Regions from separate parts of the Mus musculus genome. Here regions 2, 3, 4, 5, 6 and 7 are each linked to region 1. The links are chromatin contacts, called in public promoter capture Hi-C maps. All regions are on one chromosome and are shown on one strand. Each heading gives the region's core, a stretch centred on a gene start, on an enhancer-like site or on the middle of the called end of the contact. The rest is flanking DNA. Distances are from core to core; before and after follow the strand shown. Region 1 holds the start of Pdf (peptide deformylase (mitochondrial)). Region 2 holds the start of E2f4 (E2F transcription factor 4). Region 3 holds the start of Slc9a5 (solute carrier family 9 (sodium/hydrogen exchanger), member 5). Region 4 holds the start of Plekhg4 (pleckstrin homology domain containing, family G (with RhoGef domain) member 4). Region 5 holds the start of Atp6v0d1 (ATPase, H+ transporting, lysosomal V0 subunit D1). Region 6 holds the start of Ctcf (CCCTC-binding factor). Region 7 holds the start of Enkd1 (enkurin domain containing 1).

Region 1 (4,165 bases), core at 1,146-3,645:
CTATAGCCAAGATTATGTCGGCCTTTCACTGTCTGCTTTGCTCTGATTCAAAGTGGCTACCAGTAGAAGCTTTGTTCTTTAGATTTTATTTCAATTATGTTTCTGTGTAAGTTTATACACAAAACAATACCTGCAGAGGCCAGGAGGCGGCACTTAATTCCCTGGAGCTGGAGGTATAGATGTAGTGAGTTGATTGATGTAAATGCTCAGAACTGAACTCTAGTGTTGTGCAAAAAAAGCAAGCACTCTTTAACCTAACTGCCTAGCTATCACCCCAGACTTGAGCTTTTTTTTTCTTTTAAGAGAATCTTACTATGTTCCTTTGATGGCCTTAAACATTAGCCTACGATTGCCAACAGAGTGCTGGAATTAAAGGTGTGCCACCACACTCAGACTTTTAAGACTGCATTTTAAGACAACTTTCAAGTCCAGCAGTAGTGTGATACACCTTCAGTCCCAAAGCTCAGGAGTACAGAGGCAGGTATATCTCTTAAGTTTGAGGCCAGCTTGTCTACAGAGTGAGTTCCACGACAGCCAAGGCTACACAGAGAAACCCTGTTTCAAAAAACAAATCTTTTGGATATCTGGATTACCTTATCAATCAATTGTAGGCTGTGGGGTTAGAATGTGTCTCATTTGTACAGAGGATGTTTGCCTGCCCACTCCTCTCCATGGGAAATTGTCAGGAAATAGCCACTCCTTTAATGGTACATTTGTAGTCCTGCTGTAATCGTATTCTGTCAGATCTGATTTCAGGGCAAGCATTTCTATCATCTTCATCTCAGACCAGCACACACTGTCTACTGTCGGACTGGAACCAATTCCAAGCTGAAGCACAGATGTGACCATCTTAGTCTGCATGCTGGATTTCCAGATCCTCAATTCAAGGAGAGTGTTAGTCATTCACCTCCATCCAGTGGAGATTGGTAAATGTCCCACTGTCCATTTTGTCGATGAACAAGCAGCCCTGCAAGTGATCCATCTCATGCTGGATGATTCGAGCTGTCCAACCACTTGCCGACCACACCACTGGCTCTCCTTTTGGGTCCAGTCCTGCAAAGGAAGTTACAGGCTCGATGAGGTGAGGCTTTGCTGAACTCATGCCCAACCTCCTGTCCCTACTTTGTTTCCTGCCCTGGCCATGCCTATTTATATCCTATCTACAGAGGCAGCATCCAAGAGTGAATGTGGATAACAGCTCTTATCCCTCCTAGAAAGGGTACCCCAATTTTGTCCAGTGCCGACTTTTTACTCAGCGTGATTCCCAGCACTACTACAGGGCAAGGATAAGAAATCAAAACTCTTTTCAAGGGCTGTTTATCAAAGGTATTTCATGCCAGGCATGGTGGCACACACCTTTTAATCCCAGCACTCAGGAGGTAGAGGCAGGCGGATTTCTGAGTTCGAGGTCTACAAAGTGAGTTCCAGGACAGCCAGGGCTATACAGAGAAACCCTGTCTCGACCCCCCCCCCCCAAAAGAAAGGTATTTCAGCTTGGCACTGTAGCAAATAACCATATTACATAAAACAATGTGAATGTGAAGCATGGAATGGTTTGTTGCCCTAGTCTGGGTAAATCTGGGTCCCACTTTCTTACACAAGCCCCACCACGATAAACTGGGAAAATCGTGTGTGCAATACAGACACACTTACATGGGAATCTATATACCTACTCATGAGAAAGGGGAAAGACAGGCTCCATATCTAAGGAATCACCCTGCAACCCATCTAGGCGGGCCTGACCTGCTCTTCAGGAGTTCAGTTGGCTCCCGAGTGCCGCTGTGTCTGCACTGTCTCTAGCCAGAGAGAGCAAGACCACCCCGCTGCCCACGTCCCCTGCACCTGAGATCTGCACGGCTTGGAAGCGAGGCACACACGCCAGAAAGCCGGCGACACTCTCGCAGCCCTCGGGGAAGGTGACCAAGCGGCTGTCCAACACTCTCAGACTGGGGTTCACCAGCACCCGAAGTGGGAAGGGTTCCATCTGACGCAGTTCGCGCAGGCGCGGTGAGAAGGCTCGGAGGAGCTTGTCCGGGAACTCGAGCGCCAACACTTGCAGCGGCACCCCGAGCTGCGGCGCACTAAGGCCCACACAGCCACGCCGTCGCATTACCTGCACCATCCGCCCCACCAGCCGCTGCAGCTCCGGCCCCGCTAGCTGCTCGGGTTCCACCGGGGCCGCCACGACGCGCAGCACCGGGTCCCCGACCTGGCACACGTGCGCGTATGGCGGCTGCGGCGCGCCACATACAAGGCGCCTGAGGTACCGCCAGTAGGAGCGCGTGCGCGCCGGGCCCTCCAAGGCGGCCAAGGAGCTGCACCTCTGCGCCCGGCTCCCCGGAACCCACGCCGGCCGCGGCAGCCTGCCCAGCAGCAACATGGCGCGGGGAGACGCCGCGGCCCTTCCTTCCGCTAGCGCCAAAGACGCCGGGAAGCGTAGTTCCCGTGTAACTTCCGGACGCCCATCGTCGGGAACAGCAGGCGAGTGGCGACAGTTGTCGGTTTTATTAAAGCTGCAAATACCACAGGGCCCGCGCTATCCTGGGCAAAGCAACTGCACACACCTTCCCGCTGCAGAAGCGCGTACCCTCAGGGCTGCTCCCCAGGCTGCGGGCAGGGGACACTGCCTATGGCTCCTCCCTCACTCGGTGGCTCGGCTGGCAGCGGCTCCCCCTCCATGGGCTCCTGAGGCAGCGGCTCCCCTGGTTCCCTCTTCTCTGTTACAGGCTCCATGCTCCGCTGCTCCGCAGGGAGCTCTGGAGCTGGGGCCACGAGGTCCGGCCCCAGCTCCTGCTCATCTAAACAGAAAACTGTTTCTCTCTTAGGCAAAATAAAGGCGAGAGGTTCCTGGATGGCGCTGATGTTCACGTGTCCAAGGTTTCCGTGCTTAGAGAGCTGGGTGGGTGAAATGCCTGACCCAGATGGTAGGGAAAAAGAAATGAAAAAGAAAAAAAAAGTTATTAAATTCAATGCAGAGATCTCAGGGATGGTGTGGGGCAGGGGAGGGGACACTCAGAGAAAAGATTTAACACAATTACATATTTCAATACAACAAGAACATCTTTTTGGGTTTTTTGTTTTTTTGAGACCTGGCTATGCTGGAACTCTATAGACCAGGCTGGTCTCTTATCTCACAGAGATCGTCCTGCCTCTGCCTCCCAAATGCTGGTATTAAAGTTGTGCCAGGCTAAGGGCATCTCTGTAATACAAAAGGACAGTTAGTTATATTGGAGCCCCATTGTAAGGGTGGATGGAGCCTGAGCCAGGAGACACTCAGTAAATACTGGAGTCCAGGCACAGATCCCAGCTATTTGGGAGGCAGAGGCAGGAGGATCTCTGAGTTCAAGGCCAGTTGGGTATACCAAGTTAGTTCCAGGGTAGCCAGTGCTATATACTGAGATCCTGTCTAGTGTCAAACCAAAAACAAGGGCTACAGACATGGCTCAGTGGTTAAGTACTCTTCCAGAGGTCCTGAGTTCAATCCCCAACAACGTGGCTCACAACCATCTGTAATGGGATCTGACGCCCTCTTCTGACATACACGCAGGTGTGCATTCAGATAGAGCACTCACATAAAATCTTTAAAAAGACAAAACGAAAACAACAATGATAAAAGCCAGGCTGTGGTGAAGAACACCTTTAATCCCAGCACTCAGGAGATTTACAGAGTTCCAGGACAGCCAGAGTTTCACAGAGGAACCCCTGAAGAGAAATCCCATATCAAAAAACCAACCAAACAAACAAACAAATTTTTTAAAAAATCTTTCCTTTTATCCTAGCTCTTGGGAGGCAGAGGCAGGCAGATTTCTGAGTTCAAGGCCAGCCTGGTCTACAAAGTGAGTTCCAGGACAGCCAGGGCTACACAGAGAAACCCTGTCTCAAAAAAAAAACAAAAAAAAAAACACAACTTTCCTTTTTCTTACCTAAAGTCTGGGCTATCTGAGCTGGTGGGAAAAGGACTTGAAGACAGCGGTTCAAATAAGGAACAAGGTCTTCCAGGAAGGCAGTGCAGAACTGGACAAAGATCTCATGCTCCCCACTGCTGAACACAGCCTCTTCGGCTCGATGGAATGCCAGAATTGTTTTGGTTACCTACAGGACAATGTCAAAATCAACCACAGAGGCAGTCTACGCTGCTGACTATGTGGACAAGCACAAACTTGCA
Region 2 (4,165 bases), core at 1,134-3,633, 1.8 Mb before region 1:
AATAGTTACGCTGTATTTCACGGCTTCGGTACTGGCCCAGCCTGGTCAGCTGCTCTGGCCGGTAGAAGATGCCTGAAGCCCACTTGAGTGCTGCACCCCGAGCCAGCTGTTCGGCCCTCTCCTGCTCTGGCCACTCAGGCCTTGGGCAGGAAGATCCTGGGGTTGGTTGTGTCAGTCAGGGAGGGCCTGTGGCTAACGCACCTGCTGCTCTTCTGTTTCCTCGGGACAGCCCCACTCTTGGCAATCCTATAGAGCTCTAGCTAGACCTGACGGGAAAACCCAACCCCACTAATTCCCATTTGTCTTGACATCATCCTTCCCCAAGCCCAGCCAACGAGGCTCATACCAGGACGAAGTGTGGGCTGTATCTTGCTGTCCATAGTTTGCCTAGAGCTGCTGCCGATGTGGTAGGAGTGGGAGCGAGTGCCTGGAGGAGATCAGGCAGAGCGGATGTTCCTTGGGCTCCGCTGAGAAAGAGGAGCAGGGTCCTTGCCTACCCCCTTCAGGAAGTAAGAAGGGGATACCTGGGAGGCCTCAGTCCTCTGGCTTGGACTATGCAAATAGGCAAAACTGTAAGTCCCCTTTCCTGCTCTGTAACGCCCAGGATAGTTTGGTACAGAACTTACCAGATCTGACCGGTGTCCAGTTCTCCCTCCTCTGCAAGTGGCCTTGGCCTTGAGAGTAGCCTTCTCGCTCCTGCAGAGCTGGGCACACCCTCACTGCTCACGGGACCGGAGGGACTCCAGCTCCTTTGGCACCAGCAGCCAAATTCCTCTCCCCAAGGAAGCCTCTCTCCCACTTCACGGCCCAGAAACCCCTACTTCTCCCCCAAGGCCCCTCCTTCAAAGCAGAAAGGAAGGAAGTTGAGTCTCTGGCACTTTATTCCCAACAGGAAAAGCATCTGCATTGAGGTGGGGAGCGCTGGGCGCCATTTCCTGTTGGGTGGGGGCAGCTGTGGACTCCCCCGGTGAGCACCAAGTCTTGATCAGCCCACCTTAGACTTCTAAATACTCCGGAAACACATATGCATATTTAAAGCTGATTTGGCCTCAAGCTGGTTTGAAGGATGACCCCCTATGTGGTAGAGCCTCAGCAAACCGCAGTCGAGTCTGAGAACCACAGATGGTATATGCCTTGGTAGGGGAAAGATCACATGTGGTGAGGCAAAAGAATAGTGAGAGATGGCAGTTAGGGATCCAAAAAGCTACATTGTTCCTGTAAGTGATGGGGAGCTAGGGAGGACACTAGATATAATGGAGCACCACCCAAATCCACCCATCATAATAGACCCTCACTTCCTACTGTCAGAAGGGTTGACAGCTAAGACCTCAGGAAGACTACCCCAACTTCAGGCTCCATTATAACTAGAGCTTCCGAAGTCTGCTTTCTCACAAGTGTGAATCATCAATCAATTTGGGGAAGGCAATTTGTGTCCTAGAGGGACTGACCGTCATAAAGACATAACCATAAGTGATAACACTGTTAAAAATAAATAAGACTTGCAAGCTGGTAAGATGGCTCAGAGGCTCAGAGCACTTGCTCCTCTTGCAGAGGACAGGGCTTCAGTTCCCAGCACCTACACGGCAGCTAATAATAACTGCCTGTTAACTCTAGCTCCCAGAGATCTGACACCCTCTTCTAAACCTCCTTGAGCACCTGCACACATGTGGACAAACATAAACACATACACACACAATAATAATAATGATGATGATGATAATAATAATATAAACCTTTAAAAACTGCAAAAATAAATGAGACTTGCAAACACACAGTTCTTCCCATGTGTCAGAAAATGCCTTAAAGGCTTTGCTTATATTCACACGCAGGCAAACACCTTTGCATGGACTAAGTAGTGGTTGGAAATAAGACTCCTGGCCACTGTGAACTGTATGTAGCATGGAGGCCAGCGAAAAATGATGCTGGAACGAAATAAGAGATAGAAGTATGCAAGCTATTTATTGTTAGTGCTTGCTGTTTTGGCAGGAAGTAACAGGAACAGCAGGAATTATCTCTGAACATCAGGGAAGCCTTTAGAATAAGTTTTAAGCAAATAGGCTAAGCTTGTGGCTTATGGCTTCCCTTCCCTGGATGGAATGTTCAGGCAGTTAGTAGTCTAGAAGCAGCTTAGCAAGGAAGAGTCGGGTGGTTCTCGCTTCTCAACTGCCGGTACTGCTCACTAACTTCTTCCATTTCCTACCATACAATTTTTTCAGGTTTCCTAGCTGCCCTAAGGAGTTGTTTTGGTTTCCTTTGCTAATGATACATTTGCCGACGGTCCCCCGGAGTTTTGCGTCCGGATCAGCAGACGGGAGTTGCACCAGATACCCTGGGAAGGCGCGAGACGGAAGCGGAAGCAGCCTTGATAGCTCCGGTGGCCCGGCGACTAGGAACGGAAGCGGAAGTGGCGCCGCCGCCGGCCTCGCCTGGCCTGGCTGAGGGGAGGCGGCGGGCGGGCGCGATGGCGGAGGCCGGGCCACAGGCGCCGCCGCCCCCGGGGACTCCAAGCCGGCACGAGAAGAGTCTGGGACTTCTCACCACCAAGTTCGTGTCGCTCTTGCAGGAAGCCAAGGACGGCGTGCTTGACCTCAAGCTGGTGCGCTCCGGGCCGAGGGGGCGACTGGGGAGATGGGGGCACCAGGCCTGGACCGGGAGCGGGAAGCCAGCGGGGCGGCCCCACTGAGTCCTCCGGCCGCCATCCGTGTGCTTTCTCACCCTGATGAGAGAGGCGGGAGGTTGTTTCCATTCACCGAAGCCATTAAGCCTCAGCTCTGTCTGGGTCCCGGCTGCAGGTGCAGGCCCTCGTGGCCCTTGGCGACTAGGACAGGGAGCCGAGCATCAGAACACAGCTAAGCCAAGACTCTTCCCGACACACTCGCGGAGTGATTGGAAGGAACGCCAGGGTTGGGACATAAGACTACCTCCCATTCCAGACTAAACATCTCAGGGTGCACACTTTTTAAGAGTGGGGCTCCATTCTCCATTCTGTTCTACCTGCCAGGCAGCCGACACTCTTGCTGTGCGCCAGAAACGGCGGATCTACGACATCACCAACGTGCTGGAAGGCATCGGTCTGATCGAGAAGAAATCCAAGAACAGCATCCAGTGGAAGTGAGTGTGGGCTGTTTGGGGAGGGCAGAAGTGTCAGGGGTGTTGGGGTTGGGAGGGGATGGTGATGTTTATAGGAGAGAGTTGGGGTCTGGCACCCAGAGATCTTAGGGATCCCACGCTCAGTCTCTCAATCCCATGGTTCAGGGGCGTCGGGCCAGGTTGCAATACCCGGGAGATCGCTGACAAGCTGATTGAGCTCAAGGCAGAGATCGAGGAGCTGCAGCAACGAGAGCAAGAACTGGACCAGCACAAGGTGTGGGTGCAGCAGAGCATCCGGAATGTCACTGAGGACGTCCAGAACAGCTGATATCCTCTGCCAGTCCCTGCCTCGGGGAGTGGGCAAGGGGCGCTCAGCTGGTTTTGCTCTGTGGCGCTCTGGGTCCTGTACCTCTTAAAAGAATGCTCCAGCAACCCCTGGTCAGATTCAGACGGGAGGCTCCAGTCTCTTCCAGCCTTAGCCCATGATCCTTACCCACCTGGACCCCAGGTTCCAGAAATTTCCTCTGAGGGCTGTGTGGAAGGCATAGGCTGAAACATTGGGTCTCTTCTGTGGTCTGCCATCTGGCACAAAAAAAAGCCTCAGCTGTTCTCCTTAACCCCCACACCTTGGCCTACGTGACTCATGAAGACATCTGCAGATGCTTTGCTGGTGAGCGGAGCCTGGGTAGAGGGAGGTGGGGGGTGGGGCTGAGCTAAGTCATGGACCCATGGTCCAAAAAGAAGTTCCAGCTCTCGAAGGTTCGTGATGCCTACTTAAAGAGAAACAGGCAGCAGGTGTCAGTTTGGAAGTCACTGGGACTCTGTAGGGTACAAGAGTCCCCAGTGTGTCCCTGGGTTTGCCCTTATCAGCAGTGTTCTCTGAGTTTGGTTCTTGGGCAATATAGTGGCACAGAGGAACAAAAAGAATTTGTACATGTAACTTGTGTGCACAATCTTACATACTTGTATGTAGGGGTCGGTGGTGTCTGTTTCTAATTTGTACTTAGTCCCACTATGTATATACGAATTGTTCCTTTTTTTTTTAAGATTTACTCATTTATTATAATATGTAAGT
Region 3 (4,165 bases), core at 532-3,031, 1.7 Mb before region 1:
TCAGACTGGGCAAGCTTCCTCCAGACCCCTCTGAACAGAGCAGTAGAAGAACACAAAGTAGACTACGCAGAAAACTCTGGAGGTGGGCAGTATGCTGCATTCTTCCAGCTGTGGTCTTAAAGAGCTGGGGCTCTGCCTGGCCACTGGCCACTCCCCAGGCCAAGTTTCGCCGACCCCCTCCTGACTGCACTTGGAGGCAGGGCTGGCTGCAACGCGAGGAATGCAGTTTAGAGGCCTGGAGCCTAGGGCACATTCCAGGGGAGACCCCGGGGCTAAGGGCCATGTTTACGCAACCCCGCGCCCAATTGTGGCACCCCATCAACTCCCTCCCATCTCCCTCACAGCTCCCAGCTAACCCGCAGGTCAGGAACCCTGGGGGGTGGTAGTGTGTATGCCTCTGGGAGTCCTGGCCCGGAAAAAGCAAGCCGGAAAGGGATGCCTGCGGGGAGGTGGAGGGGAGGCCAGCAGGAGGGGAGGGGTGGTCCTGCTGGACATACGGAAAAATGCCTCTCTAACTGAGCAAAGTCGGCCTAGGAACGTCGGCAACTAGGGTAGGCCAGCGGTTTAAAATTAGACTGATCCACCCCCTCCCTTCCAGGCGTAGGCCACCAGCGGCGGGCCTAAGGGACCATGGGGGCGGTGACGCAAAGGGCTTTCCCACCCGGGCAGCCTCCCATGAGCGCACGGCCGCTTCCAAGGGACTCCTCTCATCCTGGCTGGGACTCCAGTCTTCAACAGCGCTGGAGAGACTGTATTCCAAGGACCCAACCCAGCCGGTAGCCTCGATCCCTTCTATGATTGCTCCCTAAACCCGCCCCTCTTTGGGGCCCCGCCCCCGACTACCTGGAGCAGGTGGAAGTCTGTCCCTTCCCAACTCCACTTCCCCAATCCGCTACAACCACAGCAGCAACCCTGGCAAAGAGGCAGCGAGGGGACTCCAAGCACCTCTTCAGGAGGGCCTAACTTTCAAGGGAAGCCCGAGTGGAACAAATCACAAACTCTCATTTGGCTTCTATACTGTCCCCTCAACTTGAGTCTCCCCCTGTAGGCAGAGGAGCATAGACCTTAGGACCCCGGCCGGAGACTTTTCTGGAGGCGAGCACCCGCCCGTGACGATCTCTCTCCTAGAAGCACTGTCTGTCCACCGCCCACCTCAACCTCCGCAGCGCCCCTCACCTTAAGAGGCGCCCCCAGGAGTCGGTGCAGAGCAGGGATCTGCGCACTCAGGGGCAGAGCCCCGTCCAGGCTGCAGGTGGGGGCCCGGCGTGGTTCCGGGAAGTTGGCACAAGCGAAAGGGTCGGTGTCTTCCAGGTACTGCACTCTCACAGTTACCACGGATACTGGGTCCCCATCCCCGCGCTCTTCCTCGCCCGCCATGGCTCTGCCACCGGCTACCGCTGGACGCCTCTTGTGTCCCCTGCAAATGCTGCAACTTCAACTCGACTAAACTTTGCTGTTAGGGCCGGGCCAGGCTGGGCCGGACGCTCGCGGCTCGAGGGGCGGAGCCAGATGAAGGTAGGACCAAGGAAGGGGGTGGAGCCAAGACTGAGCGGCGAGCGCGCGCTCGGGGTTAACCACCGCCGGAGGCGGCGCTTGGGCCAGCCACTCAGAGAGCTGGTGATCCCGTTAGTTCCATTGCTAGGAGGGCGGGAAAACCCGAGCTCCCGCTCCGCCTCAGAGCAGAGGGCGGGGAGACTTTCTTTAGATTTGGTATGGGCGAGGCTGCAGCGGATCTTTGTAAGGATTTTTAGGGCAGATGGGGGGGGGGGGGTAAATCTCTTCGGATAATCTGGGTAGCTGGGCCACTCTCAAGGGACGAGATGGGACTAATTGCTAGCTTGAAAGACAAATGAAAGCATTTCTCTCATTTGGGGAAAGCAGTAAGAAGAATCTCTTTCAATGTGGAATAAGAAGTGGAAATAGATTTTATATTTGAAAGAAGAGGTGGATTCAGTCCCCTTTAGCTGTGGGGGCAAAAAAAAAGAGGACGGGTGCTCTTTCTCGAAAAAGAATGGGATGAGTCACTGTGAGGAGGCAGGTAGCACATGTTTTTTCGGCTTGGGTGATGAATGAAAAGTGGAGACATTCTTCGGTTTGGGGCGAGATGAGTCAAATGCCCCAAGTTGTTCCTAATTTAAAGGGAATTCCATAAGGTCCTCTCAGATCCATGGAATAGGCAAACAGTTCCCTGTAGTTTGAAGGAAAGGGAAGGCGGCGCCTCTGGGCTCTGGAGAGATGAGGAATAGCCAGCTTTTCAGCCTGGAAAGAGCCGGGTCCGTCCCGGCCTTGAGGTTTCTGGGTACGTTGAGAGCACCGTTGTCCATTAGGCTTTCTGGGTGTGCCCAGTGCGCGTGCGCAGCTGTGGTCCGGTAGGGGGGTCCCAGGTTTTGGAGATCGTGCTGGAAGGCGGCAGCGCACCGCCCCCTGCGGTTTTCTCAGCTTAGCACTGGGACCCGCAGCCTGAGCACCTGGGACGGGTGGCCCGCTGCTGGGCGGTGTTCTGCAGTAGCTGCGCTTGTCTCTGCTTCCCGAGACCCCCGTCCTTCTTGGTGCTCCGGGACGCGGTGGCTGGTCACCTTTCTGAATCCGGAGGAGAGGCGGTTTAGGAGAGCACACTCGAAAGAGTGGGTTTCAGGACTCGAGGGGTTAGGAGGGTTATGCTGGGGAATTTCCGGAGATGAGATTAACCTAGAAGAGATGGAGGAGGGGATCCTAACTGCTAGGATCCTGGGCAGGGTCTCGGGGTCCGGACCTGGCCTGGGGGTATCGGAGCTCGGATTGGGGGGAGTGAGCCCCACGTGCCTGTGACGCGGGGGCGCCGGGTAGGCGGCGGCAGCGGCGGCGGCGGCGGCGGCAGCGACGCGGGGCCGGCGGCCGTGCAGTGCCCGGAGGACAGCAAGATGCTGAGCGCCGCACTGCTTCTTCTGCCCGGGTTGCCCCTGGCGGGGGCGGGGGCCACAGAAGAACCCACCCAGGAGTCCGGGCCGTTGGGTGAGCCTCCTCCAGGCTTGGCGCTCTTCCGCTGGCAGTGGCACGAGGTGGAGGCGCCCTACCTGGTGGCCCTGTGGATCCTGGTGGCCAGCTTAGCCAAAATCGGTGAGTGTGTGTGTGTGTGTGTGTGTGTGTGTGTGTGTGTGTGTGTGTGTGTGTGTGTTCGCGCGCCCGCACGCCAGGCTAGCGGCCCGCAGAGGACCCGCCCCCAAGCCCCTAGGTCTCCAGATTTGCGTCTTGCATTGTGCGGGGACTTAGGCTCCAATTCCACAAATCTGGGTTCTCTCCCATTTCCTGCTCTCTTGTGGGTCTCCCTTCTTGGTTGGTAGTTCAGGGGATTTGCCTTCCTAAGAGCTGCCTGTCGCCGCTCTCCTCTCACCGTTCCATCCTTAGACTCTTTCCCCCAGTTTCCCCTTCCCCTTGCAGTTAGCTCTCCTCAATAAACGTCAGTAAGGCCTCTCCTCCAGACGTCCAGCTTCTCAGAAACCTGTCAGCAATGAGGACGCAAGGGGACACTGAAGGGATGATATTCTCCTGGAAACCCTAGGCATTCTGGTTCTGAGAAATTTTCCTGCCCTGGAGAGACGGCCAAGAGTCTGAGATTTTAATATCTCCTGAGATAGCTAAAAGGCCACTTTTCCTATAGCATATCTCTCTACTCCACTTAAAGCTGTTGCCACCTTCTATAGCCCATTTGCAACCTCACCCTCCAATTCACATTCCTCTTTTCGATGTTTAAAAAACTTGCGTTTATTGGATCTTGACTGTGTGCTGGCTACCCTGGGTGCTTTCATATGTTCTCCCTCTTTCCGCCCTCACATTGAAGGCTGTGCTTCAGGTTCACACATTTTTCCCCCATCAGAGATGCTTTTCCTTGCCTCTCCCCGCTTTCTGGCAGCCAGTGGTCCCTCCTCCTCGATGGAGACCCTCCTCCTTTCTCACTGTTGTTCAAGCTCTGCTGTGGGGGTGACTAATTATAGCTGAGCGCTGCTACTCACTCTCCATCTATGCTGGCACAGCTTGTACTCCAGTCTCCCCAGTGAAACCTTCATGTAGGAATCCCACAGCCTAGTGTTTGCCTCCTTCTCCTGGGATATTGCTGGGGGTATAGAACGGGAAATGGAGATGTGATAGAACTCTCCACTCCACCTTGGCAGCCCTCAATTAATAATGG
Region 4 (4,165 bases), core at 673-3,172, 1.7 Mb before region 1:
TCCCCTTTTCCTGCCCCTCCCCCAGCCCCCATGCTTGGATTAAAGGCATGTGTGGTCACACCCACCTACTCCAAGGGTTTTGATTTAACAGGTCTTGGGGAAGCCCAAAAAGCTAGTGAGCACAGCTTGAGAATTAGGTAAAGCTATCAGGCATTTGCTCTGTAGGAGCAAGCAGGTCAATTGGCCACGCAGGGCAGTGATGGTGCTCGCCTTTGATCCCAGCACTTAGGAGGCAGAGGCAGGCAGATTTCTGAGTTCAAGGCCAGCCTGGTCTACAAAGTGAGTTCCAGGATAGCCAGAGCTATACAGAGGAACCCTGTCTCGAAAAACCAAAAAAAAAAAAAAAAAGTTTGGCCACTTGATTGGACAAAAATGACAGGGTGGTTATCTTACCTGGAATGAATGGAGAGGGGGGATCCAGATGTCATAGGCCTAGAGCTTGCTATTTAGGCTGGGCTGGCTAGCCCAGGATCTGCCTGCCTCTGCCTCCCCAGTGCTAGGATTACAAGTGTGCCAGCATGTTTAGCTTAAAAAAAAAAAAGTGTTCTGAGAATCAAACACAGGGCCTTATGCTATCCACAAAGCTATCTCCCTAGCTTCCCTCCATCTTAAAAAAACAACAGGATCTTGTTATGAAGCTCTGTCTTGTCTGGAACTTTTTTTTTCCCCTTTTTTTTAGACCTGGCTAGCCTTGAACTTGTGTATCGTCCAGCCCTTTCATCTCAAGCCCTAGATTAGAGGCATGCACTCTTTGGTCACAATGAGGGCCGTTCTACGTCAAAGAAGGTGGTCTGAGACAACAGGGTTTTAGTCAGCTCTGTTTCCCCATGCAGTCTGGGACCTAAGAGAAAAGGCTGTGATGCCCCTGGTGGCCTTGAATGCCACTCCCAGGAGCCTGGGTTTATTTGGGTCAAAGATGAGAGGGGTCTGGGAGGTTTGAGAAATCAGTTGCTTTGCTGATTACAGTGGTCCTGGCTTAAGGGACTTAAGTCATACACAGACTTAAGGGAATGTATCCCCAGATCTCCAAAGCTAAGGAGTCGCCTTTTCTTTTCTTTTCTTCCCTTTTCTTTCCTTATGGATGGATGTTGTCAAGAAAAGAGAGGTAGGGAGGGCTGGGGAGGGGGGAGGGCGGAGTGGGGGGGGGGGCTGTCCACATTCTACAATCTCAGTGGAAAAGACTTCTCTGAGTAGATTCAGCAACCAGCAGAACCAGAGATGGCCTTCGTGAGTCACTGTTCAGACTTGCAAGCTCAGCTCTGGAAGCCCGCTGTGGTCAGCCACCCCAGGTTGGCTCCAGGCCTAGCCCCCCACTGTCCCGCACTGGGCCAGTGTCTGTCCCTGTTGCTGTTCCATGCCTTTCCCATCCCAGATACGTGTGCCTCACAGCTCTCTGCCTCTTCTGTCTGAGTCTGTCTGTCAGTCATTTTCTCTAACCTTGGTTTCCACGTCACCCACGTGGGAAGAGTTCAGGACGGGAGGGGCGGTGTGACTAGTCTTAGATACCCCTAAATATTTATTCTGTGCCAGGCCTGACATACAGAGCTCGAAATATCAAAGTGGACAATATTCAGTCTGCCTGCTTACAGGGCACATTCTGTGTGGAGTGAGAAAACCACAGCCTAGTTCTGCCTCTGTCTCAGCACGCGTGCCTGCGCTCCCCCAACCGCCTGCTGTGTTCAGAGGGCCTGGGTCAGTTAGGGCCTGAGACCTGATGCCTCTTATTTGCTTCATCCCTGGGAAGGGTTATGTTCCTCCCGGGAAGTCCATCTTCTTACAGCTCCTGGGGGCCTGGCTAGTGGGTGGAGGTGAGCCTCAGAAGCAGGAGGGAGGGAAGGAGAGAGGGAGGGAGGGGCAATGACTCAGTGGGGGTGGCCTGGGACAAGAACCAAGGACAGAAGCCAAGACTGGACCTGATGCTCACTGAAGCTAGAGGAAGGAGAGATGGAAGACATGCCTAGGAGCTGGGGCTGGAGAAGGACAACTCCAAGGCCAGCCTTGCCCCTTGCTCTTCAGAATCTGCCTTAGAGTCAGAGATGGGTGGGGACGCCTGTTGTTTCTACCATGGCTGCAGCTGATAACTAGATTCATGAAGGAATCGCCTGACTTAGAGCCAGGGAAGGCATTATGTCCAGTGTCCTCTCCTCCCAGGGACCAAGGCCATGGTGTGGGGGCTACATGCCTTTGTCTGGTTGCACAGATAACCTTTTTCTTATGATCTTTCCACAAATTCAAGAGTGTTAGGCCAGGCCCACTTCCTCCAAAAGGACCCCAGACTTTAGAGTTAAGAACGAGTAGGGGTCTCCCAGCTATCCCAGTGTCTTTCATCAGTTCAAGATTCCCTAACGAAGGGTGAAGTGGGAAGGCAGGGCATGAACACAGATATCTGATCCATCCATCAGGATTTCCCTGGTCCATCGGGCAACCCCAGGAGAAAAGAATGCTTTTCTTGTCTTACAGGAGAGGAAGATGAGGTGCAAAGAGAAAAGGGTCCCTGGAACAGCCCACAAGAGGTGAGTGATGGAACCAGATCTCAGCTGGTCTCTGGCCCCAGGGCACCAGCTTTCTTAGCCACCCTTTTCTGTGGATAGGGAAAAAGAACTCAGGGAATGAGGGTTTGAGCCTTATGTATGTTGGCAGGCCTGGGTCAATTCCCACCCAGAGACATAGCTACCTACCCTCTTCACCTTCCGGGTTTAACAAGTCATGGGATGTCACCGTTTATCTCTAATTTATTTCTCTGTCTTTTTGTTGTTTGTTTTATTAATTAAACCTGGGGGCTCACACAAGTCAGGCAAGGGCTCTGCTACTGAGTTACACCTCACAGCCCATCCAACCTGTTCCGTGGTGGGTGGGCCTGAGAACCTGAAGGGGAGATTCAGGCTACAGAGGAGTGGTGGTCCCTCCCACTATCCGTGAAGATTATCCACACGCAGCTACCAGGGCATAGGGAGTCTCTCTGGAGACGGCCCCTAATCATGGACTCACATGTGTGTGTGTGTGAGTGTGTGGTGGTGGGTGGTGGGACAGCTCTGAGGACCACGAGGGCTTGAGTGGTCCTCATCTTGTACATGGAAGCTGGGCAAGTATTCCCATGTCCCATCACGGGAATGGTAAAGGAGCCTTGCCCTCCTCCCACAAGGGCGTCCTTTGCTTCGTGCAAGAGCCTTCTTTCCATCGGCAGAGCCACGGCTCACTCACCCTTTCAGACAGTTCCAGCTCTGAGCACAGTGAGCACAGTGGAATGAATGTTGCCGGGGTCGGCAGAATGAGAAGTCAAGGGAGGGCTCGCCAAGTCTCCGAGGCACTGAGAGTAGGAACCCAGCGGCCGGCGGGCGCGGATGCTCTAGGCAGGGGGCAGTAGGCGTGGTCCCAGCTCTCCTCCGCACCCTCGGCCTTGCAGAGCGGCGCCTTCCGGAAGAACCTGTGATTCGGTCCTCCAGCCCCTAGAGAGCGCCGCGTCCACAGCGGCCTTGCGGCCCTTCGAGCCACCAGAAGGTGGCGCCCTTGGAATCTGGGCAGCCTCGCTGTACCCATCCTCGAGGCTGCGGTGCGTTTGTTCTTCGTTAGTTCGACGGCTCTGGTGGTGTAGCCTCCCGGCTTCAGAGTTCCCCACTGCACGTCCCAGGGGTGTGAGTGTGCGGGTGACCCGTGTGGGGCCGGGAGCACTGGGACAGGCGCCTAGGCCAAGGCCTGGCAGGGTGGGCTAGAGCGGAGAGCTGCGCGTGAGCCGGCTAAGCCTGTCGTGAAGGTGTGCCCGAAGGTATGGCCACCCAGTAGTGGTTCACGGAAGCGTAAGCCAGTCTTAGGCCCAAAGGAGACCCTGTTTCTTCCCTCACCAGCACACCAGGCTGGACTACTTTACTTTTACTTTCAGGGGACCTGGTACCCAGCCTAGCACTTCCTCCTAACCGCGGAGTCTTGCCCCACCATTTTCAAACCAGTTCCTGGATGAGCTGAAGTTTCCTTTCACGTCAAAGTCCAACCCGTTATCCACTTGTCCAGAGCAGACCCACTCTTACCAGGGAGTGATGGAAGGGCCTCTTGAGTGTGGGGATGTGTCCCCAGACTCCCAGGGCCATGTTGCAGATGGGAAGAGATTTGCTGTGTGCAGTTTCAGGAACACCCGGAAGGAGGAGGAACCTGCTCACGAGATACAGGCTAT
Region 5 (4,165 bases), core at 464-2,963, 1.5 Mb before region 1:
AAGTTTCTACATTGGGTGAATCACCCAGCCTCTTCCAGCTACAAGCCCCTTTCTTCAAAGGAATCCTTTAGGACTCAGAGATGGGAACTCATGTCTCTGTCCTTTACTACCATGTGCGTGGAGGGTCTAGAATTAGGGACATCTCTAGCTTAGTACATCTGCTACAGTTGAGCCATCTAACTTTAGATCAGTGGTTCTCAACCTTCCTAAAGCTGCAACCCTTTAAAACACCTTATGTTGTGGTGACCCCCAACTATAAAAATTATTTTCATTGCTGCTTCACAACTGTAATTTTGCTACTGTTGTTAACCATAAATATTTGTGGTTTTCAATGGTCTTAGGTGACCCTTATGACCGTCAAAGGGATGGTGACCCACAAGTTGGAAACTGTTGCTTTAGATTTATGTGTTAAGAAAGAGGAACTTGGGGGCTGGCGAGATGGCTCAACGGTTAAGAGAACCGATTGCTCTTCTGAAGGTCCTGAGTTCAAATCCCAGCAACTACATGGTGGCTCACAACCATCCGTAAAGAGATCTGATGCCCTCTTCTGGTGTATCTGAAGACAGGTACAGTGTACTTACATATAACAATAAATAAATCTTAAAAAAAAAAAAAAGGAAAAGAAAGAAAGAGGAACTTAGCTTTCTGTCACTCTTGTGTAAGAAACTGGTGCCCTGCCGGGCGTGGTGGTGTGCGCCTTTAATCCCAGCACTTGGCAGGTGAATTTCTGAGTTTGAGGCCAGCTTGGTCTACAGAGTGAGTTCCAAGACAGCCAGGGCTACACAGAGAAACCCTGTCTCGAAAAACCAAGAAAGAAAGAAAGAAACAAACAAACAAACTGGTGCCCCAACAGTGCTGGGGTGGGGTGTGAATGCAGGTTGGGGCCAAATACTTGTACGTGAATTTCTGATTTACAGAGCCACCTCTTGCTTTTCCAAACAGTCTTGAAGACTCTACACAGCCAGCGGTTCAGAGCTGGGAGGAACCTCTCGCTAAACTGGCTTAGCAATTCCCCAGGACGACCCAACCCTCAGACCAACACCACCAAGACACAACGATTCTAAAGCCCTTGGGGGAGGAGAGAAGCCTTTTCCATCTAACTTCCCTAGGCACTGCCACCCAACAGGCCTAGGGTTGGGCCAGGGGGAAGAAGCTTGGAGGCGCACTCGTCGCGCCGGCTAACCAATCCTCGGGGACCCGTCCTTCTAAATTATAGGACTAGCTCGACGAGGTTAGAGGCAACCCGAGCCCAGGTAAACCACTGCGGTTCTTGAAGGCTTGTTTACGTCTGGGCCCCCGCGCAGAGCCGCAGCTAGAGGCAGACTCCTTCCTGACATGCCCACCATCAATCAGCTCGCGGGTTCCCAGAGGCCTCGCGTGCCCTTCCCGGCTCAGGGAGGCCCCCCTCAGACAGCCCGGACCCGCGGCTCACCCTCGAGCGTCTCGCACTGCACCAGGTTGAGGTAGTCCGCCTGGCTGAGCACCCCGGCCTTCAGGCCGCGCACTAATCCCTCCAAGTAGCCATTGTCCACGTTGAAATAGAGCTCCGGGAAGAACGACATGGCTGCGGCGGGGGTGGGAGGCGGCAGGGGAGGCGGGGGGCGGCGGGACCAGAGAGCCCCGATCTGCCCGCACGCAACTAGACTCCCCGGATCAGCTGACGCGGCGGCCGCAGCGGGCTGTCAAGTGCGTCAGGTGACGCACCGCGTCTCACGTGACCGCAGTAGGGCCTGGCTCTTAAATGGCTCCAGTTTCCGGGCACCCTGGCACGCATGCGTTACTCTGGAGTGCCCGACCGGCTATAACTGCCCTCCCGGCGCCTGCGCACTAAGGAAAGGCGGCCCTGGAGCGCCTAGCGGAGAGCAAAGAAAGGTCGATGATGGAAATCGACCGCGTGGTGGTGCTAATACCCTCAGGATGCGAGGTGGGCCCTAAGTTGAGTTTTCCTGGGTTTGGCGCTTCTGTCTGGCTTCATTAGGGCCAGCCGGGTAAAGCTGAGCGGGTGTGCTATTCCTTAGGCTGTCGAGGCTGTCTCCTACCAGACAGAAACCGAGGTCCAAGGAAGAGGAGGGGAGAGTTTCGGAGCCAAATGGTTATCCTCCAACTAGACTTTACACCCGGTAAGCCGCACTGCGCCCGCTTTCCCGGCGTTTGTTGCACTAGTTCTCTAGGACCGGGGTGTGGCCTTCTGATTTCCCCAAGGGGCCTGGTGCCTTAAACTCGCCCATATATGTGGTTCAGATGATGGTGTAGCTTAGACCCCGAGGTTATGGTGTGTGTGGTTCCAGCATGACGACGCCCCGACAACCCTTCGACAGCCACGTTTGAAATAACCACAGCTTTAAGGTTAAACCGTCCCATCCTTTATTCTCATCCCCTGCCTTTGCCCAAACAACATCCATTGGCTAGGTGCGACTACAGAGGTTCGTGGCCGTACCCAGCTTGCGGCAGTAGCAAAAGGCATTGAAGAAGCGGCAGTAGCACGTAGCGCACGGGTCGCAGCAAGGTACCTGCTGTCCCAAGCAGGACTCGTGCAGCCTTACACAGCGACGCGGAGAACGAGACTCGCGGTTCTGTGGATCTAGCACCTGCATTCGTAGGGGAATAAGGTTCAGGAAACTCTCAAACCCCGACCCCAGTAGGGTGGCAGTGGACTGAGGTCAGGGAGGGGCTGCAGTTCTGCCCAGGTTGGGTAATCCGGAAGTGGGGAGAGATGATGGTATCTGATGCGCCCTACCTTCTACTTTATCCCTTTCCCTAATGAGTTACCTCCGCCAAAGCTTCTGCCTTCTGCAGCAGAACTTCTTCTGCTCGGTCTGCAGTTGTCTTCTTGAGGCCATTCAGACTTAGACCTGGGGCAGAAGATGTGAGGGCCACACCCACCATGCACCAAGTACCCACCTCCCTAGGTTGGGATTGGGATTGGGGAAGGAGGTCTAAGCCTGGGCGGGCAGGTCTGTGGCCAGCAATGGTCGTTGCCCCACATATCCCCAACCTGACCATACTCACCTGGGAACTCTGGGAACAGAGCCTGGTCAGGCCTTCTGATGCCCTTCAGTGGAGCCACGCCCATCTGGACCCCCAGTGTGGGAGGCAGTGCCAACAGCAGAACACAACTCAGCAACATTGCAGTCAGCATGGCCTGGCTCAGCAGGAAAACCCCCATTTAGTCTCTCCTCATCCTTAGGGTACCCTACCAGCGCTGAGAGAGATGCTCCCAGAAAGTCCCAATTCCTGTATAGTCTTTGTGCTTACCTTTGCTTGCTGATCTTTGCCTAGGGATGTCCTGGTCTCTTGTGCCCTGAGCTTATATGGCAGTGCCTAATAAAGGGTCCACACGTGACTGCTTCCTGTAGCCAGGGCATGAGGTGCCTCCCTGGAAAATGGAGGCACAATTCAGGCTTTCTCCCTAAGACCTGAACCTTTGGGTGTTCTATTAGAACATCTCCAATTTGGCATGAGACAGCCAGGAACCAATTAAACTTTGGGAACAAGATAGGGTGTCCAGACCCCAAAATTTCCATAAGAGCAGAACCTAGGGATGGGTCATGCTAGAACCATTAGCAATAATAAGGCAGGCGGCCCTCTGATCTTAATTTAATTTCTGTCCCCACAGATGTTCACTTAGTCTCCCTAGGACATGTTGTTTCCTTTGCTTCCAGGAACTTTGTCAAGGGCACCAAAGAGGGTCAGTATCACCATGCAGCAGTGAAGTGAAAAACTAGACCCAAGGTTTCTTTGGAAGAGAGATCAAAAAAATCCCTTATAGCCAAAACCAAACCCACCCTCCTGGCTCTCCCTCCTCTGTGCTTTCCTTAAGACCCCCCCCCCTACACCTATTTCCATCCCCACGCCCCCTTTCTACCTAAGGTTCCTGGAAACCAAGGGAGCAGAAAACACTGTTCCCCCGGTGGGCATACAGCTTCAGAGGACAAAGCTTTCAGGCCGCCTGCTTCATTAGTGTTAATGGCTGCTCCCTTCCGCCCTGTGTTGTCAGGTCTCTGCCTACGCCTGGCCTCATCAGCTTGACAGAGTAAGGACTGCACATTTGTGGGTGTAACAGGACCCATGGGACTTTTTTTTTTTTTTTTTTTTTTGACAGAATCTTACTATGTAAGGCCAGGCTGGCCTCCAATTTACAGAAATTCACCTATCTCTACCTCCT
Region 6 (4,165 bases), core at 876-3,375, 1.4 Mb before region 1:
CTCCCGCCAATTTCAGTCTTTTAAGGTCAAGCAAGCTTCCCTTTCCCTGCATCACTTCTGATAGTTCATAAAAATGCTTGGGAATAATAGCATCCTTTTTTTTTTTTTTTTTTTTTTTTTTTTTTTGAGACAGGGTTTCTCTGTATATCCTTGGCTGTCCTCGAACTCATGCTGTAGACCAGGCTGGCCTCGAACTCAGAAATCCTCCTGCCTCTGCCTCCCAAGTGCTGAGATTAAAGGCATGTGCCACCATTGTCTGGCAATATCATCTCTTTTAGTTAGGTTGTGTGTGTGTGTGTGTGTGTGTGTGTGTGTGTGTGTGTGTGTGTGACGGGTTTCTCTGTGTAGCACTGGCTATAAGTAACTCTGTAGAACAGGCTGGCTTTAAACTCAAAGTGATCTGGCTGCCTCTATCTCCCAAGTGTTAGGATTAAATGTGTAAGCCATCACCACTTGACCCCCTCTACCACCTTTTAAAACATCCCCAGAGTTGAGATGATGCTCAAGGGCAGAGACCATGGCTTTGGGTTGGATTCATACCGCCCAAAGGGAGACAGAACAAAACTCCCCCCTGACCTCACATCCTTCTGCACCTATTCCCCAATGTCTGCTCTACCCACAGCAGAACTCAGGCTGCCTTCATGCACTGTCTCTATTTCCTTACTCTCCTGTTTACTTTTTAACCCATTCTACTCAGGTTAACCTCTTCAGTTAATCCATATGAGTCAAGCTAAAGTCACCATGATCTTTCCCAGCTATCTCCAAGGTAATAAACTCAATAGCTAAGCCTCTGGCTGAACTGTACCGGAACTCTCAGCATCTGAAAACCAGAAACCTCTCTTCCTGCCTCAAACTTACTTCTGGTCTTGGATTCTACAATCCAACAGTCTAGACTTGTCTTTCTGTTTACTTCCTTGTCTATTATCCTCTTTCTAATCTTGGACTTTCTCTTCTATCTTTCCTCTAAGTCCAGTCATGGAGGGAAGCTCCACAACAGTGGGTGAATGGACTCAAGATGTTTAAACACATTTGCCTTAGTTACTGACATCTGAACAGTGGGATCTTACATGCTTCTAACTTTCCGATTCTTTTGGGGGGAATAAACAATATCTATTGATAATGGACCAGCATACCCACAACACAGCCCAGATGTATATGAATAGGGCAGAAGCTTGCTGCCAGGTGCATTTGTTATCCAAACAGCTAAAGCAAGAGAACTGGGACTACAATCCCGAGTCACATTCCAAGGCTATGGGGGGCGGGGAGAGAAGATGATTAGAACACCTGCCAATAGGGTCTTCCCGGGAAAGGGAAGGGATTAAGTACCACCGACTGGGAACCGAAATAAAAAGAACAGTCTTAAAAACTTAGACGTTCACGGTGCCAAATACAGCTAAACACGACTGCTGTGGTGTGGTCTGCTATATCTCCGGACTGAGGTGACTCTGTCCCGATTCTCTTAATTTCACATTCGGTTTTCTAAGGCCCTTTTCTTGGGAGGAAGACTACTAAGATCCCCGGGCGAAGCCCCTAGCAGTCGATCTTGAGCACTGGGCAAGTGTCGGAGAAGTGAGAGAGTGCGGGAACTCACTGCATTTGACTCGGCGGCGGGACAGGGTGCAGAGCTAACCCCGGGTGGGAGGAGACCGGGCAGGGTAGAACCCTGGCGCTTCCTCAACCCCCACGGCCCCAGCCCCGCGCGCTTACTTCAGCTCCCCGTCGTCCTCCCGCCCTTCGCAGCTTGGAGGGAAAATGAGCGAGCTAAGGAAATCAGGGCAACTAGGCGGAGACCCGATCGCCCAGAAGCCGCCAGCCTCCGCCCAGGGAAGCCCCACCCCAATGGGAACCAGGCCGCCTCCGCGCCGCCGGCAGAGCCCACGCGCGACCCGGCGAGGGCGCGGGAGGGCGCGTGCGGCGTGACGCCGCGCCTCGCGGCGCATCCCCGTGACGCCATCGCGCCGGCTTTTGAAAGTTGGCGCCCGGGGCCGCCTCCCATGCTGCCCTGCGCCAACCCCTCCCCTCACCTTTCCTCCCCCGCCCTCGTCGCCGCCGGCCGGCCCCCCCCACCCGACTCTTCCCTTATCAGCACCCGCGGCCCCGGCAGCGCCGACGCAGGCGCACTGCACCGCGCCGCCGCCATTTTGTGTCCGAGCCTGTGGAGCGATTAAACCGTGCGCGGAGCTGCTTCTTTGGCGGCAGCGGCGACCAGCAGCAGCCGGTGCGGGCGCGCGGAGCCGGCCGGGGACGCCAGGTGGCCGGAGCGGTGGAGCGGCGGCGGAGCGGGCGCCGCGGGGGGTGTGGCGCGAAGGTAAAGGGGGCCCGGGGTGGAGGAGGTTTCGCGGGCCGCCTCTAGGTGTCACGATGGGGCCGCTCCGGTCGGCGCTGGCTGCAGCCCGGCGCCAGCGCCAGCGCCGCCGCCGGGGGGTGTTTGTCTCCCTCTACCGTCCCTGCTGCGGCGCGGCCGCCGCCATTGCCCGGCGCCGCCGCCAGGGCCTGGCCAACCCCCTCCACGCCCGCCCGCCCGCCCGCTAAGCTTCCCTCCTCCCAACATGGTAGGCCTCTGGCGGCGGTGGCGACAGAGGCCTGCGCGCTCGGCGACTCCATTTTCCTTCCTTTGTCTCTACCCTCGAGGCCGGCTTTTGGCCCGGCTGATCTTCGGGCCACGGCCCGCCCTCTGCCCCTCCCGCGACGGATACCCCTTACCGAGTCTGGACCCTCTGAGGCTCGGTTGCCGCCGCTTGCTTCGCCTAGGGGTTCTGAACCCTCGGCCGGCCGCTTAGCCAGGTCCCGGAACCGTGTGGGTGTCGGGTCCCGACCGACGCGCCTCAGACTCCCCATCTTCAAGTCCAGCCGGTCCCGGAACCTACCCGATCTCCCTGCGTTGCTTCTCCAGCAGCTGGGGTGCTCTCTAGTCTCTCGTAGTCCGATCGTCCCCGCTGCCGGTCTCCGTCGCCGCCGAGTGTCGCAGGCGGCGCTGCTGTGGCTGCGAGCAGAGGGGACCCCTGAGCTGCCGAGAGCTCCCTCTGCAAGGCTGGCTGAGCTGCTCGCGCCTCGACGCCGCCCGAGCGGGCGGGGGAACGCGCGCTCGCCGCCCCCGCCGGGCCCCGCTGCGCCCCCAAACTCACGCCAGGGCATCGCGCGGGACCCGACCGGTGCGGCCCCCAATGGTGCGCGGAAAAAGACACGAATTCCTGCACCAAAGTAGTTTTTCTCCAGCTGTATTCGCACTCTTTCAGCCCCTTGAAACGATAGCAGTCAGACTTGGTGCGCTCAGAAATCTCAAAAGGGACTGAAACTTAATTTCACTCTCATCTCAAGTGATGTGATAAACTCATAAATTCGGGAGCATGGGCTGGTTGCGATGGTACAGGCGACGCTGGAGTTTGCCTCCTATTTAAAATGTCCTGACGCTAACTTTGCACTCCACTTAGGACCTGATGCTCTAGGGCTAGGCTAAGACAGTTCAGCCCCTCTCTAGAGATCGTGCAAACCGATCTAATGCGCCAATAGGGTAGAATGAACTTATTCATGACTGGACTGGTAATTTGACTGTTGGATGAAATGTGAGGGTTGATGTTGTAATTGGATCCTGGGTCACTTGCAGCAGATGGTTTATAAATTTCTGTGCCTAATGTAACTACTCTTTAGTATCTGACTTCCTGTATTGAGTTTAGCATTAAGTAAACATTAGCAAAGAGACTTAATACTTTTTTGGAGTTTAGATCAACTAAGAAAGCTAAAATTCCAAGGCATCCATAGGCAGGAAAAGAAATTAAACAGGGTATTTATCCTGGCATTAAGTCTTTTGCATTTAAAAGCTTCCTTTGATAAACTGCTGGAGTAACCTTTTCGTACCCACTCTAACACGGATTTTCTTTTTTTTTTTTTGGTTTTTCGAGACAGGGTTTCTCTGTATAGCCCTGGCTGCCTTGGAGCTCACTTTGTAGACCAGGCTGGCCTCGAACTCAGAATCCGCCTGCCTCTGCCTCCCGAGTGCTGGGATAAAAGCCTTTCCCCACCACGCTTAACACGGATTTTCTTACCAATTAGCCACTGATGTGTGGCTTAGGTTCTTAAGAAAAAAATCTAGGTTGACATTTTCAGAAAGAAAAGATAATGAGGTGCTTTAACACACCAACACACACACACAAACACACTGTCTCTC
Region 7 (4,165 bases), core at 920-3,419, 1.3 Mb before region 1:
AACAAAACAAAAAAGAAAGTCAAAGAGTTTGAGGTCAGCCTGGGCTGCGTGAAACAGAGACACAGAGATAGGGGAACCGAGAATGAGTTAGCAGGAAGGTCGTGGGTATATTATATGAGTACCTAGTGTGCATGTGTCTCACGATTCCATCTCCAATATCACATGTAACTAGGTAACTTAGGTAGTTCTTTCAGATATGTACCCTGCTGGCTTTCTGTTCAAACCTTCTGCTTCTCCCCCTTACAAACTGAATTATGCCCACTATGCCCATTGCCCCTACTCCCTCTGATGCCAGAATCTACCTGTGGGGTTTTATCTCTGTGGAATGTTCTCTTCCTCTAGCCTAATCCTTGACCTGATGCCATCAGCTCCCCAGAGAAAGTCCACCCAGATGTCTTAGTCTTTTGTGATCACCATCTCCCCCAACGCACGCACTCATGAACGCACGCACACACATGCTCTGTAAGTTAGATCAGATATAATTGCCTTGGCCAAGATGGATAGGTCTGCCTCCCTGGGACAGATACCTTCATCCTGGCCTTGACTCGAGACTCCACATTGTCATACTTGGGTGAGCGCCACAGTGCCTTCAGTGGCTTAGGCTGACCCTGTTCCCGGCTGCGTTCCTGGTCTTGGAAGCGCCTCTGAATCTCTTTGATCCGCCTCAAGTTTTCCTTCTCATGGTCCTTTGGATTCTTCCCTGGAAGGGTGCAGGGAGGAATATTGCTAGGGACAGCCCTACCAAATGGCCATGCACCTCGGACTAGATCGAATATAGATTCACACCCTACCCTTGGCAGAAAGACCTCTCAGACAATCTGGGAGATGTCTGGTAGAAGAGAGGCCCTGGGTTCACACACACATACACACACATTTTTAAATACAACCAAGGCCTCTTCATGGAAGTTAGACATCATACCCACAGCACAGTTATCAGCTTATTCCCTTCCACAGTCACCCTCCTGGTTATCTTCTACATTTTATGATTTAGCATACCATTAATCACCGTGTATATTATACACATGGCCTGTCTTGTTCATTGCCTCCAACTGTGACTCCCATACTCCCCCCGCCAATTTTTTTTAAATTCACACATCCCAATTGTAGCCCCTCTACTCCCAGTCCTGCCTGTGCCAAATCCCCCCCCCCCCATTACCCCTTTCTCTTCTCCTCAGAGAAGGGGAAGCCTCCCTTGGATACTACCCTACCCTGGGACGACTCCCATACTTTTTAACCCCGTTTTCCTAACAGCTACAGGGTTTGGCACAAAGTAGGCACTAAGTAAACAATGCTCCATCAAGGTGTGAAAGCTTGAAGCGAGGGCTTTCTGCAGAAGGATAGACTCTGATCCTGCCAGGAGGTATTGTATTTTGCCCTTCTTTTATGCTAGAGAAACTAAGACCCAGAAAAGAACATTAACTGCATGGGCTCAAGGCAATTAAGAAGCACCCTATTTTAATCTCTGCTTTTGACCTAAGAATGCCTCAATACCCCGTCTGCAAGGACTTACTCTTAGGAGAGACCCCCGAACCGAGGGAGATGCACCCCAGTTGCAGCAGCACGTCCCCCACGCCTCGCTGGCCACGCTCTAGGATCTCTCGGGCTTCAGGCCTGATGCGAGGGCCACGAGGAGGACTGGAGTCCAGGTCCCGACCTGAAGTCAGCAGGTCCAGCTTCAACGCGTTTCCTTCCAGGCGTCCTTGGGCTGAGGAGCAAGACGCGGTGGAAAGCCGTGCTCAGGGGTGGGGCGGGGTACTCGCCCCGCCGAGGCACCCCGCAACTCACCCGAGGCCGGCCGCCGGTAGTAGTCCGGGCAGAGAGTGGGGTCTGGGGGGATGGGTCCAGAGATGCGGGACGGGCCCTCGCACATGATCCTACCGCAGCCCTGCAACAGTGCACCAGGGCCTGTTGCGCTGCGCAACTTTCCCCTCTAATCCCTGTCGGGTGCTTCCACCCTCCACCCGAGCCCTGCATCCCCGCGGTAGCCCCCATCACCGAGCCCCACCCCTCGACGACCGCCCGTCTCTAGGCGCAGACTGTACCACCGCCCCGCGACTAGCCCACTGCCCAGAGGGGTTCGCCGCCCCTCCCCCGCCAAGCCCCAGCGAGGGCTCTCACTGGAGCAGTTTTACCGCCAACTGTTGCAAGCCGGTAGGAGTTGCTGTTGCTTGGCAACAAATGGCTTCCTGAGGTCAGGGGTCAAATGACTAAGGCGAACAGCCTTCTGGGGTTTGTAGTTCCAGATGAGGAGTGATTCTAAGTCTCGGGTCTCAACAGGAGCCTTACCTCTCAACCTGTCTCCCCTACCAGCACTGAGTACCAGTCCAGCCCCGCTCTGGGCCTGAGGTTTTCTCTGATCAACTGTCGAGGGATGCACTGATTCCTCATAGCCTATGGCCTCAGAAGGGGCCAAGAGGCAGCCAGAAACCCAGAATGGGGCAGCAGTAGGGTTAGCCCAGGTTGCAGAGAGCCTTGAGGTGACTTGGGCATTTCAAAGCTCGGGAGATGGAGGGGTAGGGCAGGAGAGGTGGGACTCTAGGTAACCCAACCCTCTAACTGCCAGGCCAAGCCCTACAAGTAGAGAGGCCTAAGCTGGTTACCTTCATATTTTGTGGCCAATATGTAGTTAGGAGACACCACCACCCCCCCAACCAAGGGAGATGTACTCCAATTGCAGCAGCTTTGGGCTTTGAATAACTGATCCCCACAATACTTTGCCTGGCCATCGGCTCCCAATGACCTATGTGTATCTTCTAGTGTCCAGGAACAGAAGAGTGTCTGGTGCCGGCACATGAGACCTGCAGGAGCCCAGGCGAAGACAAGTGTCCCGTGGGGCACAGCTTAGAGCCAGAGCTCCAGGAGGAAGGAATAAAGGTGGGAGAGGAAGGGCTCAATGCAGGGGTGGAAGCAGGAGAGGAGAGAGGACCCAAGCCTACGTCATCCATCGTGAGACCAGCTCATGGGCCCAAGAGAAAGTGAGAGGGCTTTCGGAGGGAAGGGCTGGGAAGGTGGGTCTTATGCCCGGAGATTCCTAAATCCCCATTCCTTCAAGGCAGAGATTCTTGTCTTTGACCAATACCCCTCACTCCCAACTCTAGAACTTGGGGGCTGGGGGGTTGGTATGGATTTGGGACTTCTAGATCTTGCAAGGAGACTGAGCTACCATAAATGCTGAGCCTCTACTGGGCTTGGAGCTTCACTGTCTAAGAAATGGACAGCTAACTAGCTCTAGTGGACAGGCAGGGGTAAGCCCTAGGCTCAAGATATAGGAACCAAAGACTGAAGCCTGCCTCTTTCAGGCCTCTTGTCCCAGGTTTGGGTTCCCCAGCCCTCCCAGGGCCAAGCACCATGTCCATCCTAGGTCAGAAGTTGAGCTGCCACCGGGGGTGCTGCAGAAGAAGGAGGAGCCAGAAGGCAGCCACAGTGAATCCTCACTGTCCTCGAAACAGCACAAAAAAGCCAAGAAACGCAAGAGTGGCGGGGCTCCTGTGCCGCCCGCTGTGGCCAGCGCATCCGCACCCGCCGCCGAGACCTTGGGGTTGGAGCGTGAGTGGCAGTCCCTGGGCTCTTCTCTTGTTTTCTTTGTCTTCTGAGGCTGACATGGCACAGCCTGGTGTTCTAGCCTTTGCTCTGCCTTGGGTTCTTGCAGGAAAAGCCCAGCGCCTGCGGCCACTGTACCAATACATCAACTACTGCAACCCAGAGCTGAATCAGGAGGAGGACGGGGACAGGGAGCCCGAGGTAGAGCCTGAGGCCGAGTTAGCACTGGTTCCCGAGGAGCCGGGCGTGGAACAGCTGCAGCTGCAGACCTTGCTGCCCGTGGCAGGTGAGCTGGGCTTAGGCCTTGCTTTACCCTGCCCTAATCCGTTAGTGCCACTGACCCATAATCTTCCTCCTCTGGTAGAGGAGGTTGGAGAGGAGCCTGGGGGTCTGTCTAGTCTGAGGGTGAGTGGCAGCCTCAAGGCTGAGGTGGATAAGACGACGCAAGTGGATATCGACAAGATGTTGAGTGTCTGTGCTGCCCCTCTTGTGCCCCCTCTATCCCCTCAGTACAAGTGACCATCTAGCCACTGAGAATACCCCTGGTCTAGGCCTAAACCATGGCTCTAAGTCCATCGGCCTAAGCCATCAGGTGGAGGAAGGAATTTTAGTCTTTGTCTACACT

Evidence for each region. Promoter capture Hi-C pulls out the DNA fragments that hold promoters and counts their contacts.
Region 2: a contact with region 1 is called in a promoter capture Hi-C map of liver, with 8 times the contacts expected there. The contact joins the promoter of E2f4 here to the promoter of Pdf in region 1. A contact is called at or near these places in 6 of 39 promoter capture datasets (the C10 cell line, hematopoietic stem and progenitor cells, hippocampal neurons and 2 more), 1 of 115 datasets of contacts at active chromatin or transcription factors (large pre-B cells) and 2 of 9 other capture datasets (adipose tissue and macrophages).
Region 3: a contact with region 1 is called in a promoter capture Hi-C map of pre-B cells, with 5 times the contacts expected there. The contact joins the promoter of Slc9a5 here to the promoter of Pdf in region 1. A contact is called at or near these places in 3 of 39 promoter capture datasets (hippocampal neurons, liver and pre-B cells) and 2 of 9 other capture datasets (adipose tissue and liver).
Region 4: a promoter capture Hi-C map of liver shows a contact between it and region 1, with 4 times the contacts expected there. The contact joins the promoter of Plekhg4 here to the promoter of Pdf in region 1. A contact is called at or near these places in 2 of 39 promoter capture datasets (both in liver) and 2 of 9 other capture datasets (adipose tissue and liver).
Region 5: a contact with region 1 is called in a promoter capture Hi-C map of liver, with 3 times the contacts expected there. The contact joins the promoter of Atp6v0d1 here to the promoter of Pdf in region 1. A contact is called at or near these places in 4 of 39 promoter capture datasets (hippocampal neurons, liver and pre-B cells) and 2 of 9 other capture datasets (adipose tissue and liver).
Region 6: a contact with region 1 is called in a promoter capture Hi-C map of liver, with 5 times the contacts expected there. The contact joins the promoter of Ctcf here to the promoter of Pdf in region 1. A contact is called at or near these places in 3 of 39 promoter capture datasets (the C10 cell line and liver), 1 of 484 Hi-C or Micro-C datasets (B cells) and 1 of 9 other capture datasets (liver).
Region 7: a contact with region 1 is called in a promoter capture Hi-C map of liver, with 5 times the contacts expected there. The contact joins the promoter of Enkd1 here to the promoter of Pdf in region 1. A contact is called at or near these places in 5 of 39 promoter capture datasets (the SN4741 cell line, embryonic stem cells, hippocampal neurons and 1 more), 1 of 484 Hi-C or Micro-C datasets (B cells) and 1 of 9 other capture datasets (adipose tissue).

What each region holds. Positions count from the first base shown.
Region 1 is chr8:107,046,219-107,050,383 of GRCm38.p6, forward strand. It overlaps Pdf (peptide deformylase (mitochondrial)), which reads right to left and starts at 2,396. Exons shown (of 2, transcript NM_026513.2): 1 at 1,843-2,396; 2 at 71-1,053. The coding sequence starts at 2,380. The coding sequence ends at 896. Cog8 (component of oligomeric golgi complex 8) reads right to left here. Exons shown (of 5, transcript NM_139229.4): 4 at 3,924-4,092; 5 at 2,491-2,912. The coding sequence ends at 2,590.
Region 2 is chr8:105,295,280-105,299,444 of GRCm38.p6, forward strand. E2f4 (E2F transcription factor 4) reads left to right here and starts at 2,384. Exons shown (of 10, transcript NM_148952.1): 1 at 2,384-2,596; 2 at 3,002-3,111; 3 at 3,256-3,417; 4 at 3,717-3,760. The coding sequence starts at 2,462. Exoc3l (exocyst complex component 3-like) reads right to left here and starts at 834. Exons shown (of 14, transcript NM_177788.5): 1 at 627-834; 2 at 347-427; 3 at 1-156. The coding sequence starts at 380.
Region 3 is chr8:105,346,477-105,350,641 of GRCm38.p6, forward strand. Slc9a5 (solute carrier family 9 (sodium/hydrogen exchanger), member 5) reads left to right here and starts at 1,782. Exons shown (of 16, transcript NM_001081332.1): 1 at 1,782-3,096. The coding sequence starts at 2,901. It overlaps Fhod1 (formin homology 2 domain containing 1), which reads right to left and starts at 1,494. Exons shown (of 22, transcript NM_177699.4): 1 at 1,177-1,494. The coding sequence starts at 1,377. It overlaps Gm46049 (a long non-coding RNA gene), which reads left to right. Exons shown (of 4, transcript XR_003947441.1): 3 at 1-362; 4 at 599-1,180.
Region 4 is chr8:105,371,350-105,375,514 of GRCm38.p6, forward strand. It overlaps Plekhg4 (pleckstrin homology domain containing, family G (with RhoGef domain) member 4), which reads left to right and starts at 1,923. Exons shown (of 23, transcript NM_001364406.1): 1 at 1,923-2,513; 2 at 3,404-3,550; 3 at 4,115-4,165. The coding sequence starts at 2,470.
Region 5 is chr8:105,564,351-105,568,515 of GRCm38.p6, forward strand. It overlaps Atp6v0d1 (ATPase, H+ transporting, lysosomal V0 subunit D1), which reads right to left and starts at 1,714. Exons shown (of 8, transcript NM_013477.4): 1 at 1,433-1,714. The coding sequence starts at 1,562. Agrp (agouti related neuropeptide) reads right to left here. Exons shown (of 5, transcript NM_001271806.1): 2 at 3,256-3,376; 3 at 3,010-3,142; 4 at 2,770-2,852; 5 at 2,345-2,588. The coding sequence starts at 3,139. The coding sequence ends at 2,406. It overlaps Gm38250 (predicted gene, 38250), which reads left to right and starts at 1,830. Exons shown (of 4, transcript NR_168532.1): 1 at 1,830-1,924; 2 at 2,019-2,120.
Region 6 is chr8:105,634,413-105,638,577 of GRCm38.p6, forward strand. Ctcf (CCCTC-binding factor) reads left to right here and starts at 2,126. Exons shown (of 12, transcript NM_181322.3): 1 at 2,126-2,308. It overlaps Gm5914 (predicted gene 5914), which reads right to left and starts at 3,062. Exons shown (of 2, transcript NR_151742.1): 1 at 2,868-3,062.
Region 7 is chr8:105,706,039-105,710,203 of GRCm38.p6, forward strand. Enkd1 (enkurin domain containing 1) reads right to left here and starts at 2,170. Exons shown (of 8, transcript NM_198299.2): 1 at 2,119-2,170; 2 at 1,786-1,885; 3 at 1,511-1,705; 4 at 528-700. The coding sequence starts at 1,870. 4933405L10Rik (RIKEN cDNA 4933405L10 gene) reads left to right here and starts at 2,251. Exons shown (of 4, transcript NM_027655.2): 1 at 2,251-2,477; 2 at 2,758-2,975; 3 at 3,362-3,546; 4 at 3,623-4,165. The coding sequence starts at 2,394. The coding sequence ends at 4,059.